Regions from separate parts of the Pan troglodytes genome. Here region 2 is linked to region 1. Evidence: chromatin contacts called from public HiChIP or PLAC-seq data. All regions are on one chromosome and are shown on one strand. Each heading gives the region's core, a stretch centred on a gene start, on an enhancer-like site or on the middle of the called end of the contact. The rest is flanking DNA. Distances are from core to core; before and after follow the strand shown.

The links. HiChIP or PLAC-seq counts read pairs in DNA pulled down with a chosen protein or histone mark.
Region 2: a contact with region 1 is called in an H3K4me3 HiChIP or PLAC-seq map of stem cell-derived excitatory neurons, with 2.4 times the contacts expected there. The contact joins the promoter of MCOLN2 here to the promoter of SYDE2 in region 1. A contact is called at or near these places in 1 of 7 Hi-C or Micro-C datasets (stem cell-derived neural progenitor cells) and 1 of 1 datasets of contacts at active chromatin or transcription factors (stem cell-derived excitatory neurons).

Annotation. Positions count from the first base shown.
Region 1 is chr1:145,867,555-145,875,101 of NHGRI_mPanTro3-v2.0_pri, reverse strand. SYDE2 (synapse defective Rho GTPase homolog 2) reads right to left here and starts at 4,767. Exons shown (of 7, transcript XM_016921711.4): 1 at 3,271-4,767. The coding sequence starts at 4,606.
Region 2 is chr1:146,072,828-146,080,374 of NHGRI_mPanTro3-v2.0_pri, reverse strand. It overlaps MCOLN2 (mucolipin TRP cation channel 2), which reads right to left and starts at 3,218. Exons shown (of 14, transcript XM_513523.8): 1 at 2,836-3,218. The coding sequence starts at 2,912.

The DNA.
Region 1 (7,547 bases), core at 3,518-6,017:
TGGAGTCAAAGTAGGCTAATTATTTTTTAAAGCAATAAAAGGTGCTTTTGAATTTGTTTCTGAAAACTATATGCTAATTAAAACTTATTTATAAAGATTTATAATGATGTATAGTTGGCAAACACATTAAGATTCCTTTGTAATCTTAAGGCTTGCAGAAACTTGACAATTTTTATTATGTGTAATGACTTTAGATTTCTTAAATAATCATGTCAATTAGGAACAATTCGGCCAATCTGTGAACACTACATACTTAACTGCATCAAATCATTTGGCATTATAATACTATCAAAAGTTCTTAGTAGGAGCCAGAAATCAAAATAGAAAATCATTTGTGTTTCCATTTGTCATATAGTCTCAAAAATTTTCACAATACCTATATAAAGTATCTCCATTCCACTGAATAATTATTCTGTATTACAAATTCTAAATATAATTTTGACAAAATATCTTATGAATAATACTGTACAGAAAAATGTGCTATAAACCTTTTAGGATATTTAACATCTTTACATAAACAAGAATGTACTGGTTCATCTAGACCGCTCCAAAAAAGTTTTGCAGAAAACATGATTTAAAAGTAGAAGTCAAGTGACATCAATTTCAAGTAAGTAAATATTTAAAGGTAAAAGTTTAAAATGAATACAGCAAATGCTTTTTTAAATTTTATTTATTTTTTTATTTTTTTGAGACGGAGTCTCACTCTGTCTCCCAGGCTAGAGTGCAGTGACGCGATCTTGGCTCACTGCAAGCTCCGCCTCCCAGGTTCACGCCATTCTCCTGCCTCAGCCTCCCGAGTAGCTGGGACTACAGGCACCCACCACCACGCTCGGCTAATTTTTTGTATTCTTAGTAGAGACGGGGTTTCACCGTATTAGCCAGGATGGTCTCGATCTCCTGACCTCGTGATCCGCCCGCCTCGGCCTCCCAAAGTGCTGGGATTACAGGCATGAGCCACTGCGCCCGGCCCAGCAATTACTTTTTGAAATGTCTTTAAACCCGGCCTAAGATTCTCCCATCTTCTTTGCAACTTTGAGGAAGTTATTTACCCCGCTATGCCTTGTTGAAATTCACCCATATCCTCAATCCAAGCAATTTAATAGAATTAATTGGATCAGACCTTTAAAGAACTCTAGAGTCTCTGATCTTATATAAACGGGCTTTTTTCAAACTCATGACGCCTTGGGTTTGAAACCACATAGTAGTTTGAATCCATACACAGGTACCAACTGAGTGATCTTGGGCAAACTGCTTAATCCCTCTGTTCTTTTTCTTGTAGCTGTTGTTAAATGACAGCATATCTCCATTTTGGGGGCTATAAAAATTGTATGAGAACCACCTAATGTATCCAGAATGGACTTAGTAAGACCAACTAAACTTCATGAAAAATATTTTTTTAAAAAAGCTCTCCAAATCTATACTAGATATGTAAACACTGCACAAATTATTTTCATCTCTCCTGAAAAATGAATTAGTGATTTAAAAGGAAGTAACATCTGAGAGTTGTTTAAACCAGAGATTATGGTAGCTTTGGCTTAGATTTCTCATAAAATATCTAAAATATTATCACATAATAATTGTTTCATTTTAATTTCTAGGTTAGCAGTTTCATTTAATTAGTTGCTTAATGCAAAAATCAAATTCATTCTTAAAGGAACTATATTTATTACTTTAAAAATCCTTGAATGTTTACTACTGAGGGCATTGAAAGCCATCACATGGTAAATGTTTTAGCTCTGTGACAAAAGGGTGAAAAATATTTGACTATTTTTTGTTATGGCTGAAATTCAACTATGGTACCAAGAGTTAAAACTAAGCCAAAGGGGGGGAGGTAAAAATATTGTGGCAATAAAATATAATAAATGATTACAAATTACTCCTGGAAATGCATGTTTAATATGAACTTAGTATAAAGTACACCTCTCAACAAAGAATTTACATTCTATTATTCTTTTGTTCAAGTGAAATGGAATATTTAACCTTGAGAATAAAATTTGACAGGTAGGTATTAGAGCCGTATAGACAGGAAAAAACTTTGCAAGTTGGCACACACTTTGAATGAATCATTTGATTTGTCTTCATTGTTTGATAAGAAGTTTTGTGAACTTTGTTTCTCCCCACTGTTGTGTGTTTATTGGTTAAACAAAGTTAATGTGTATAAATCCAGTCCTGTAGGATTTGTAATTACTACCAGAGAAACCGCCAAGTACTGTGAATACCTTTTACATTTCAGGATTTAATGTTTTCCAAATTATTCCTGACTTATAAGTCTTTATGATCACTAAAAATTTTTATATGTAAGAGTATTCAAAAGACCATGTTGTTTTGGCTCACTTTGAAGATATTATACTCCTTTCAGGAAAGATATTTTGATATTTACAACATAATTGACTGGTTTCTAGAATTGATAACCTAAACCTTCAGTGATAGTTAAAAATCATGCACATACAAAATAGGGAGCATAATCCTATTATAAGGATCAATATGCTTTTTAAAAAACTAATTTACTTCCCATATAAATAGGATTTAAGTTTGCAAATGACTGCTTTAAAAAAAAAAACTACCTGAGGAACATTTTTCTTTTGATTAAAATGTTAGTGTCCTTGATTTTTCACAATAAAAAGATTACTTTGTTGAGGTTTCTTTGTCGGGGGGAGGCAGGTGGAGAGATGGTGTATGTGACATACTACCTGACTAAAAAATTCTACTTATGGTAGGGTTTTTTTTGTTTGATTTGTTTGGGTTTTTGGTTGTGCGTATGTATGCATGTGTGTGCGTGCCTGGGAGAGGCAAAAAAAAAAAAAGTTGTAATGAGTAAAATGACAGTTTATGAAGCCTATAAAATCTACCTTGAATCAAATTCAAATTTACAAACTCCACAAAAGTCTACGGATTTGCCTAGAGCTACAAAGAATAAAAATCAAGACAGTGCCGCCCATCTGTAAACCTACTAAAAGTGTGTTATACTTAACCTTTACTCCTTTAGGTAATACTTAGGGAATAGACACACTGGTTTTTCGAGAAGAAATCACAACCTCAATTCTTCATGCCATTGTCTGATTAAAAAGAAAAAAAAAAAGCAAAACGAGTAAATGCATTACATTAAGTAACCCCGAAATTACTTTAAGCTGCCACTTACATGACACTTACTTTCGCCCGGTAACGTACCTGTCTGCAAAAACATACCTTTGTCTTGGCTCTTAAGACAGAAGCCCAGTCGGTAAACAGTAAGGCTCGCGGTGCTAGCATTTTCATCGCAAAGTATCCTACCTGTCAGCGTAATTCTTTGGTCTGGAGGCACCGACAGGACACGGTTTTCACGCACTTTCAAAGCGCCCACATTTGGGGAGGCTGCCTGCGTTCCTGTGACTTTGGGGGCCGTCCCACGGGCACGACCCTTCATTCCCAGGGACAGCAGACGCCCTTTGTACATCCACTTCTGCAGCTTCTTGACTGTCACTGCCGGCGGCCTGAGGAAGGAGGGGCCTTCCTGGCGGTCTCCTTTGCCACTGCGTATCACAGAGGACCCCGCTGGATCCCTGAAAGGGCTTCCCGAGGAGCAGCCGTGGTCCTTGGAGCCTGGAGGCTGGAGGCCGGTGGGTGCAGCCGCCCGGGCGCGGCCCCCACTCCAGCCGTCCATCCTGCCTCCACGTGGCGGGGGCTCGTCCCAGTCCCCGTGCGCGCCGCACCTGATCCAGCTGTCGCTCGGCCACCGCTGGAAGGGAGGCGGCTTGGCACCCACCCGGAGGCTCTCGAGGCTTCTGCTGCAGGACGGCCGCATCCGAGGAGTCCGCAGCTGGCCTCCCCGCGGCTCCCTCTGAGGCGACCGGGGCGGGGACACCTGCTGCCGAGGGCGTCCGCCGCCTCCCCGCTCCCCGTCTCGGGGGCAGGCTTGGCGGTACGCGGCGCCGCGGGAAGGCGGCTGGCCCGGAGCCCGGGCTCCCGCGGGGAAGCTGTGATCCGCCAAGCCCCCGCCGCCCCGCCGCGCTCCCGAGTCAGGGGGCAGGTCGTGCATGGCCTGGATCAGCAGATAATAGGCCTCTCGCAACTGGGTCCGCAGCCTGCCTGTCTCCAGGCGGCCGCCCTCCGCCCCCAGGGAGGAGCCCGCCGCTGGGGGAGGCGGGGGACGCCGTTCAGCCTCCGCCCCCTCAGGCTCGGGCGCAGACTGCGAGCCGCCGGGCAGGTTTTCGTAGTAGTCGGCGTCGTAGTCGTCTTCGTCCTCGTCGTCTTCCTCCTCCTCTCCGCTGCCCTCGGAGCCCTCCGGGGAGTGCGGAGGAGCGTGAGCGAGCCCATGGCTCCGGGGGGCGGCCTCCTGCCCGCCGCGCGGCCGAGGCCCAAGCGCCCCCAACTGCTCCGGGTGCCCTCTGGGGACCCGCGCCCCGGGACCCCACGCATCAGGTGACGGCGAGGGCTGCTGTAGGCTCCGCCCGTGTCCACCGGCGTGCTCACGTTGGGGGGTGTCTGCGGCACCCCAGGCGTCTCCCGCGGCTGCCGAAGAGGCCGCCACCGCAGCTGCGGCTGCCGCCCGGAGCCCTAGCCCCCCGGTGCCGCGGGGACCCCGCCTTCCCCGGAGCCTGGACAGCGTCCTCCTCAGAGGGTCCGCCATCCCCTCTGCCTTAGCCGCGAGGCTCACCCCCGCCGGGGGGAGAGGTCGGAGCCCCGCTGGGGAGAAATCCGCGCTCGCGGAGGCGGCGGCGGCTCCCCATGACCGGCGCTGGCCCTCGCCGGCTCCTCACATACTTGGCATAACTCTGCCGCGGGAAGGCGTGGGGGAGGGCGGTGGCGCCGCAACGCGCATGCCCCGGAGCCCCGGGCCGCGACGGGGCGCGCGGGCCGGGGGCGGCAGAGGTGGGTTCTCGGGGTGGGCGAGTGGTGCAGGTGGAGGCGGAGGGCGCGGGCCGGTAGGTAGAGTAGTAGGTCGGCTGAAGCTGACCGACGGAAGCAGGGGTGGGCGCACAGAGCGCGAAGGGTGCGGGGAGAGTTGACGCAGAGGAAAGAAGAACGAGCAGGAACGTGAGTTTGGGCTGGTGGCTGCAAAGTTTTGGTTAGGGAGCCCGAGAAAGGGAAAGTGCCCTCCTGGCTGTCACCCCAGCACCTTCACCGCCACCGCTGCACGAGGTGTGTCTTAGGCACAGCAAGTCCTAGCTTGAGAGAAAACAAAGATTGTTTTGACGGACAAAGTACGAGTGCAGGTGTATCTCGGTGCATGTGTTCTAGAAATGTATCAATCATTTTAATCGCCCAGAGAGCTAGCTAGCTAAAAGAAATTTGCAGCGATTCCTTTTCTATAAGAGTTCTTTTATCAAAAACAAAACAAAACCCACCCACCGATGTCTCTTTTAAGTCTGTTTTTCCTTCTTTATTTCAGTTAATGCATGCTAACAAAATTATTACATCAGCCAAAACTTGTAAAATGGAGCCACAAATATTATGTCCCTCATCACCCTACCTACAAGATTATCATACAGGTTTGCAGCTTTCTAATATAAAAAAGTTAACACTTCATTTTAATTTGAATAGTGAGTTGAGAAGCAATTGAATTGAAATTGAGACACAGTGTAATCTAGAAATACCGGCTGTCTCCCAAAAACGTTAAATTCCAGATTCTGGGCAGCAGTTGCAAACAAGTACCCCTCGTTGCCAGAGGTTAATTGATTCAGTGACTGATAAGAATCAGTCGTGCTATCATCCCTGATTTGAGTTACTTTTTTTAGTGTTTACATAGTAGAAAGGGCCTTTTTCTGAGTTACTCATAAATATACTGACACCTAGCACCGTGCATGCACTTAGTAGATACTCAAATACTTAAGAAAATATTTGTTGAATAAATAAATGTTTGCATTACTGAATAAAATAATTTTGCCCTAATTTACCTTATTTGCAACTGCAGTATATTTTCCTATGTCAGTTGTTTTCTTGTTGTCCAATGGCTCCAATCTCTGAATGTGCTTTGACTATACTACCTTTATTAGTACCTAGTCTCTGCTTTCTGGAATAATTGTTATCTGCATCTGAGATTTGCAGATAAGAGAGAATATTTGCAGAAATCTTACCCACTCTCTAAAACTCTGCTCTAGGCCAGGCGGGGTGGCTCATGCCTGTAATCTTAGCACTTTGAGAGGCTGAGATGGGCAGATTGCTTGAGCCCAGGAGTTCAAGACCAGCCTGGACAACATGGCACAACCTGGTCTCTACGAGGAACAAAAACAAAAACAAAAAAACACACAAAAAATTGGCTAGATGTGGTGGTGTGCACCTGTAGTCCTAGCTACTCTAGAGGCTGCGGTGGGAGGATCACTTGAGCCTGTGAGGCTGAAGCTGCAATGAACCGAGATCATGACACTTCATTCCAACCTGGATGACTGAGGGAGACTCTGTCTCAAAATAATAAGAATGAAATAATAAAACTCAGCTCAACTGCCTTCTTGTTTATGAAGTCATCTCTGATCTCCCAGACAGGAACTCAAGTTCTAAACTTCAATATTACTTTATTCCCACCCATAGTATAGTTACTGTTTTTTGTTTTATACAGTTTGTATACATGTCCTTCCTCCTTTACAAGAAAATTCATAAACTCCCTAAGGGCAGAAACTGTTTATAATTGACCTTTATATTCTCCACAGGAGTATAACTTTAGCATCTTATATATTGTGCATGATGAATAAACATTTTTGAATTAGTATCAATTTTAATTTAGAGAGAACAAGTGGCTTTAATTCCAGTCTATTGCCTAACTCTCCACTAGACCATGCTATATTAGTGTTGTTTTAAGATTCTTTCTGCGATGAGTAAGAGACACAGTTTGTTAAATAATCTTAATTCATATCTAAGAAAATGCAATGAAATGTGATGAAATATTACACTATAATTTGCATATATTGATATTTATAGTTCTACAATATTTTCATTCCATGGGCCCCAGGCTATTTAATGAATAGTCAAGGCATAAAACTATGTCCCAGTGAAATATTCCCACAGGAAATGACTGATAGCAAAGTTGCCAATAATGGTTCTATAAACACAATTTGATCTCTATCTCAGAAATTGTTTCCATTCCAACTCTGTTGCAAAATCTTTTTATGCTTTGTAGTTAACATAGCTGTTAAGAACACTATAAGCTGCATATATATCTATATGCAGATAGATATATATGAGTAGAAAAATATAACCTTGAAGATCTAGATTGAACTTCATCCCGAATTCAGTTTATCCACTTGTTCAGGAGTTATAAAACATTGGTTATTGGCCAATATAAAATACTATGCATTGTTCTAGGCGTTACTCAGAACTAAGTTTGATGCAGCATACCACGACTGAACTTAATGCTTCTTTAAAGTTGAGAATGTTCTAACTCATGAATTCACAATTTTAATCATTTTGTGTCACAACAGAAATTAATAAGGCAGTCATGGCCATATGACACTATTTAAAGACCTTAATAATGTAAATTCCACTTTTCTGTATGTGCATTACACATCAATAAAAAGTTGGTAAAAATGTAATTCTAAAGAGACAATGCCCACAAAACTTATATTATGCCTAATATA
Region 2 (7,547 bases), core at 1,969-4,468, 210 kb before region 1:
GTTCTTAAATAATAAGTCTTGAAAGTTGAAATTACTCCTTGATCCATGGGCTGCAGAATGGATGTTAACATATATGAAAACAACATTCATCTCCTTGTACATCTCCATCAGAACTTTTCGATGATCAGAGGTATTATCAATGAGCAGTAATATTTTGAAAGAAATCTTTTTTTCTGAGCAGTAGGTCTCAACCATGAGATTAAAATATTCAGTAAATCATGCTGTAAACAAGTGTACTGTCATCTAGGCTTTGTTGTTCCATTTACGAAGCAGAGGCAGAGTAGATTAACATAATTCTTAAGTGCCCTAGGATTTTTGGAATGGTAAATGAGCACTGGCTTCAACTTAAAAGTCACCAGTTGTACTAGTTCCTAACTAGAGAGTCATCCTGTCCTTTGCACCTTTGAAATCAGATGCTGGCTTGTCCTCTCTACTAGGAAAGTCCTAGATGGCATCTCCTGCCAATAGAAGGCTGTTTTGTCTACATTGAAAATCTGTTGTTTAGAGTAGCCTCCTTCATCAATGATCTTAGCTAGATCTTCCAACTAACTTGCTGCAGCTTCTATATCAGCACTTTCTGCTTCGCCTTGCACTTACATGTTATAGAGATGGCTTCCTTTCTTAAAGCTCATGAACCAACCTCTGCTAGCTTGAAACTTTTCTTCTGCAGCTTCATTACCTCTCTCAGCCTTCACAGAATTGAAGAGAGTTTGGGCCTGCTCTAGATTATGCTTTAGCTTTAGTGAATGTTGGTGCTGGTTTGATCTTCTATCCAGACCACAAAAACTTTCTCCATAACAGCAATAAGGCTGTTTTGCTTCCTTATCATTTGTATTTTCACTGGAGTAGCACTTATAATTTCCTTCAAGAACATCTCATATGCATTCAAAACTTGGCTAAATGGCACAAAATGCCTAGCTTTTGGTCTGTCTCAGCTTTCAACATACCTTCCTCACAAAGCTTAATCACTCCTACCTTTAAAGTAAGAGACCTGTGATTGTCCCTTGCACTCAAACACTTAGAGACCACTCTAGGGTTATTAGTTGGGCTAATTTCAATACTGTGGTGTCTCAGGGAATAGAGAGGGTTGGGGAGAGGAAAAGAGATAGAAGAATGGCTGGTCGGTGGAGTAGTCAGAACACATACAACATTTATTAATTGAGTTCCCTGTCTTATATGGGCACAGTTCATGGCACCCCAAAACACAGTAGTCACATCAAAGATCAGTGGTCACAGATCACCAGAACAGATATAATAATAATGATGAAAAAGTTTGAAATATTGAGAGAATTGCCAAAATGTGACACAGAGACACAAAGTGAGCACATGCTGTTGGAAAAATGGCACCAATAGACTTGCTGGACACAGCGTTGCCACAAACCTTCAATTTGTAAAATTAAATAAAATGCAGTATCTACAAAGTGCAATAAAGCAAAGAACAATAAAACAAGCTATGCCTGCACTTTTTTCTATGAACCCCTTAACATGTGACACAAGAGCTCACTAAAGAGTGATTTAATTCTTCAGAACTGACACACGGAACTTAGACCCTAGGCCTTAAGGAAAACAGCCCAGCTTCAGGAAAGTCCACTTTTACTCTTACAGCCAGAAGAGTTTTCTTTGGCCACTATTTTTACTTTGAAAGCTATAGTCACAAGAAGCCATCTCTTTTTCCGCCGGTTTTAAAATTGTCTTGTTCTAGGTTTCACTTCACTGACAGAGACACAGCCAAAGAGATCAGCTTGTGAATATGATCATTCTTGACTTTCAGTTCTGTATTTCGTGCCCCTTTGCTCAAACTATGTCTCTCAGTTCTTCTCACTTGCTTCATTAAAATATTTTATATCTATTACTCTATTTTTTTTAAAAAAAACACTTTTGATATGTTCCTCCTTCACAGAAAAGAATGTGGCTACCTCAAACACTTTATTAGGATTCACTCATTTTTTATTACAGGAGGTTAAATAAAATTGGTATTATGATGGCCTCTGTATGGAAAATGTGTCGTTTTTAGAGTTCCGGCCACAGAAACTGACCTATGAACGGTTTTCTAAAGGAGAAGGGTGTGCCTGTGGAAAGTTCACGGCAACGGGAGTTTGACTCCTCTTAAGGTATGAAGAGGAAGACAGGCTAAAGTCTCAAGAAACTTCTGACTCAATAGGGGAAAGCTATCAAATTTCCCAAAAGTTGTGCGATTTTGGTTAGCACATCACAAAGGTGATGAGCAGCTCCTGAGAGTGAAACCCACATCCCATTTCTGGGGAGAACTACGTAGTTGGTTCCCTCTACATAAAATATCAGAGTCTACATCCTGACACCCATAAGAAACCTCTTCCACCTTTCTCTTACTAACCTTTTCTTCCATTCTCAGTTTACAATGACACACAATTTTGTTTCCCACAAGTACCGTACAACCAGAGACACACACACTTACACATACGTATATATTTCATATATATATATATATATATGTTTGGAGAGCAGGAAACGGGGGAGCCAAGGTCTGTTTGTACTCACAACTTTGGCTCAACTGTGCTGGGGTGGCTGGAGCTTTGACCACGGAGGAGGGGCCCGCGGGCAGCGCCAACCGGCTGAACTGTGCGCCTTTTCATAAAGACCGAGGAACTGGGGTTAGCCACACTACAACCCTCCCACCTGAGGGAAAGGCCTGTTTGTTCTGGAAGGCACAGCCTAGCCTTATTTAACTAACTGCAAGCAGTTAATATAAGCATTCCCAAGGCAGCAAGCAAGCTCTAGTCTACGAAAGTAAAGCCATCGACTTTAGGAAGATTTCTCCAGTCCAGCATCCTGAAAGATGAAGCCCAGACTCCTCACCTGACGGTTAACCCGAAAACACCTGATCCTCTCTCCGGAATCCTTGCCTGGGGAAAACGATAAGGCTGCCGGGCCATGCCTCCTCCTTCAAAACTTTCCAGGGCTCTCGGGATTCGGAACAGGAAACACCGTTCACGGCCGACTCATTTCGCCCTCGCCGTAACGCGTCCGCCGAAGTTGGAGCCCTGCAAAGCGGGGTTCCCTTCTCTTACCCTTCCTGACGGCCGCGTGGTGCGCGCAGACCCCGGCCCGAGAGCAGGCGCCGCAGTCGCGGAGTGCGGCGGGCCGTTCTCGGGCGGCTGAAAGGCGGCTCTGTGTGCACCCTGCAGGATGCGGCGCGTGGCCAGGCGCTCCCGCCCCGCCCCCAAGGGGCTGCCCCGCCCCGCCCCGCCCCGCCGCCTCCTACCCGGGACCGGAGCTTCCCCACTTGGGGTCCTAGGGGACTTATTCCACGCTTCAGCGGACCAGCCTCCCCGCGCTCCCGGAGAAGGGGGTCGGCGACGCGGAGGCGGGGTGGGGGCCGTAGGGGATGGAACCGAGGCGCGCGCGAGAAGAGCCGAGGAAGTAAGCAGTCCCAAAAGGGGGCGGCGGTGGGGCCCCCAGGGAGGCGTGGGGCGCGCCAAGGGCGCCGTGGGGGCACTGACCTGTGGTGCGGCCCCCAGGACAGGCCCGAGGCGCGGTTCCACACCGGCAGGTCCAGCACCTCCATGCCTCGAGGCATGGCGCGGCCCAGGAGCGGCAGGAGGACACCTAGCGTGGGACGGCTACACCTGTCTGGGCGCAGGCCCGCCGCCCTTGCCCTCTCCACCCAAGTGCCCAACGCTGCGGTGCGGCCCGCTTTGGCTCGGGGTGTCTGCCGGAGAAGCGCCTTACAGAGGGACCCGGGCGGTGGGCCCTGCGGCAAAGTGGCCCACGCACCCTCAACACCGCTCCCGGGCGGCCGCACCTGGCACTCCCGGCCCTCTGGGGTTCCTGCCTTTTTCGGGGGGGTGGTGGTGAGACCGGGTCTCACTCTGTCGCCTGAGCTGCGATCACTGCTTACTGCAGTCTTGAACTCCTGGACCCAAGCGATTCTCCTGCTTCCGCCTCCCAAAGTGCTAGGATTACAGGTGTAAGCCGCTGTGCCTGGCCCCTTCTTTTCTTCACTCTCGCATTCATTCATTTCTTGTTTCCACATGCATTCATTTGTCCGTTGCTTTGGTCATTCCTGTTTTGATGCTTAGGGAAACACTCACTGAGAGCCAAGCCGACCGTTGGGTACTGTGGTCTCTGGGATGACAAAGACATGGTCCTTTCCCTTGAGGACGTCACATTAAACTGACAAGTTCATTCATTCTGGCTTTTCTCTAAAGTGCACGATCATGAAAGTCTGTGACAAGGGCCATATTTCTGAGATGTTAGAAAGTGCGACCGGCGCGCAAGGAATAGGAAAAGCGAGTTGCCCTGCGCCCGCGTCGGGATGAAAGGGAGGGAGCTGGGAGGGAGCGTCAGCGTGGCCCGGCGGGCGCGGAGGGAGGGCGCACGGCCCCAGGGCTGGACTCCTAACCCCAGCGCCCTGCTGCAGCCGCCGTTGCTCTTCCCTCTTGGTGCACGAAAGGAAGACGCCTGTGGGAAACCGAACAGACAATCGGTCGCCGTTCGTGAATCTTAGAGATGAGAGTCGTCAGTACATGATCAAAAGCCGTGTTCGGCTCCTAGTGATGTTAGCTTGGTAGTTTGGACGTGGCCGACAGCCTCCTAGAGCTCGTACCCCTCCTTTTCACGAGGCAGCAGCAGCAAAGTCCGCAGTGCCAGGCTCTGTGAGTCTGCAAGCGTTTAAAAGATCTCCGGGTTTAGCTCAGGCAAAGAATATTCTGCCAGGTAATTATTTTAATATGCTTGTCCAGGCAGAAGCAGTTGGACAGACGATGTATATAAAAGCACACATAATTGACCCTCTTTTAAGGCACTTCCAAGGGGTTATTAGGGAGAAATGCCTTGGTTTTGAGCCCCTTTCATCGGAGGTGCGCAATCATCCAGCTTTGTGAATAGCAACTGCACTCCAGCCTGGGCAACATAGTAAGACCCCAACCTTTTGGCACCAGGGACTGGTTCCATGGAAGATGATATTTTCCACGGACAGGTGGGGGGATGAGGGGAGGATGTTTTCGGGATGAAACTGTTGCACCTCAGATCAGTAGGCATTAGAGTCTTATAAGGAGCACACAACCTGCAACTTAGATCCATCGCATGCGCAGTTCACAGTAGGGCTTCTGCCCCTATGAGAATCGAATGGAACCGCTGCTCTCTTGCTCAATGTTCACCTCCTGCAGTGCGGCTTGGTTCTTAACAGGCCACAGACCTGTACCAGTCTGGAGCCCGGGGTTTGGGGACCCCTGCAGACGGAGAAATAGTTTCAAAAGGGAGATCTGAGGATCTCAAACATTAATGTGCAGATGAGTCACCAGAGTTTTTATTGAAGCAGACTGATTCAGTAGGACCTGAGGTTTTGCATTTCTAGCAAGAAGATGCTGCTGCTGCTGCTGCTGCTGCTGCTGCTGCTGCTGCTGCTGCTGCTGCTGCTGCTGCTGGTCCCACTCTGTAAGTAGCAAGGTTCTAAGAAATATTTAATCTGAGTGTGTGCGGGAATTGAGGGGGGAGAAGAGTAAGAGTGGAAAATTACTGGAGTCAGATGGCTGAAGGATTTATTATAAATATAACACATACTAAAGTTTTCAGCCATTGAATCTAATCATTCTCAACTAGTAAATTTAATTCTCAGTAGGCATTAAGTTTTTAACTTTCAAAAAGTCACTTGTTTGTGGTAAAGATCATGGCTCATTTTTCAGTGGGTAGTAATAGACATTGTTTTGTGCTATGTTAATCCTTTCAGGCATTTATGTTCTGTTCTGAATATCATAGCACAAAAAGCTTTGTGTCCTGACTCAAATTTGTAATGACCAATAACCAAATAACACAAGAATCTTTTGCTCAACAGTGTTTTATAATATGACATTTTAATTTTACAACCTAAAGTTCTTAAATTTCTCTAGCAGTTTGTCTTCATGTGGAAGTTTCACTGATTTAGTGTTAAAAGGGAAATTTTAGAAAGTAGTCTAAAAAACGTGAGATAGGCCGGACACAGTGGCTTGCACCTGTAATCCCAGCACTTTGGGAGGCCAAGGAGGGTGGATTGCTGGAGCCCAGGAGTGCAAGAATAGCATGGGCAACATAGCGAAACCCTGTCTCTACCAAAAATACAAAAATTAGCTGGACATAGTGGCCCACGCCTGTGGTTCCAGCTGCTTGGGAGGCTGAGGTGGAAGGCTTGCCTGAGCCTGGGAGGTCGAGGTTGCAGTGAGCCAAGATTGCGCCACTGCACTCCAGCCTGGGCAACAGAGACCCAGTCTAAGAAAAGGAAAAGAAAAAAAGAAAAGAAAAGAAAATGTGAGTCAGGCTAGTAGAAATGCAACAATTTAAATTTTCTAGGTTGGGCAGACAAAAAATATTTATTGTGAAGAATATGGGGAGGGAGAATAGAATAAAATAAGAGAAAAACGATGCTCTTTATTTACTTTCACATTCTTTCAAAAATTTTTTGATGTGCAAGTAGTGTTCTGTATATTGTAGATATTAATTCCTTGCCAGTTCTAAACATTGTAAGTATTTTCTTCCAGTCATCATCTATCTTTTTGTCCATGGTGTTCTTCCTTGGATGAAAGTCTTTAGTTTTGGTATAGGAAATCAAAATTAAGGATACTAATCCTTATAGTTTGTGCTTTTATGATCTTTTTAAAGAAGTTGTTCTCTACCCTTAATTCACCATTCTTCTGTATTTTCTGTAATAGTTTTATCCTTCATATCAAATTCCATTGTACTTCAACTTTGCATGTGGTGGGAGATATTAATGCACCTCGATTTTTCGACATCAAGTAAGCCAGTTTCCAGCAAGCTATCTTATAATTCAGGGTTGGCTAATTTTTTTTCTGTAAAAGGTCAGATATAAATATGTAGGCTTTGCGGATTGTACTTTCTCCTTTACAAATATTTAACTATCTAGTGTAAAGATAATCATACACAATATGTAAAGGAGAGAGTGGCTGTGTTCCATGTATTACAAAATATTTATTCTTTAATTTTTTAAAAATAGACTCTTTTTAGAGCAGTTTTAGCTTTATTGCAAAATTTAACAGAAAGTACAAAGTTCCTATATATTCCCTGCTCCCACATACGCATAGCCTCTCCCACACTATTAACATCCTACATCGGAGTAGTACATTTGTTATAATCAATGAATATACATTGACAAATTATCACTCAAAGTCCATACTTTAGGGTTCACTTGTGTGCAGGCTGTAAGTTTTGACAAATGTATAATGACATGTATCTACCACTATAGTATCATACAGAATAGCTTCACTGCCTGCTGTGGACTGAATGTTTGTCCCCACTTTACCAATCCCCCTCCCCCACCAAAATTTATATGTTGCAACCTAAATCCCCAATGTGATGACATTTGGAGACGGGGCATTTGGGAGGTATTAGGTCTTGAGGGTCGAACCCTCGTGAATGCAATTAGTGCCCTAGTAACCATATAAGAAAAAACAGGAGAGAGATACATCTCTCTCCACCATATGAGGATATAACAAGATGATGGCTGTCTGCAAACCAGGAAGAGCACCCTCAGCAGACACCAGGTGTGCTAGCACCTTGATCTTGGATTCTGTGGCCTC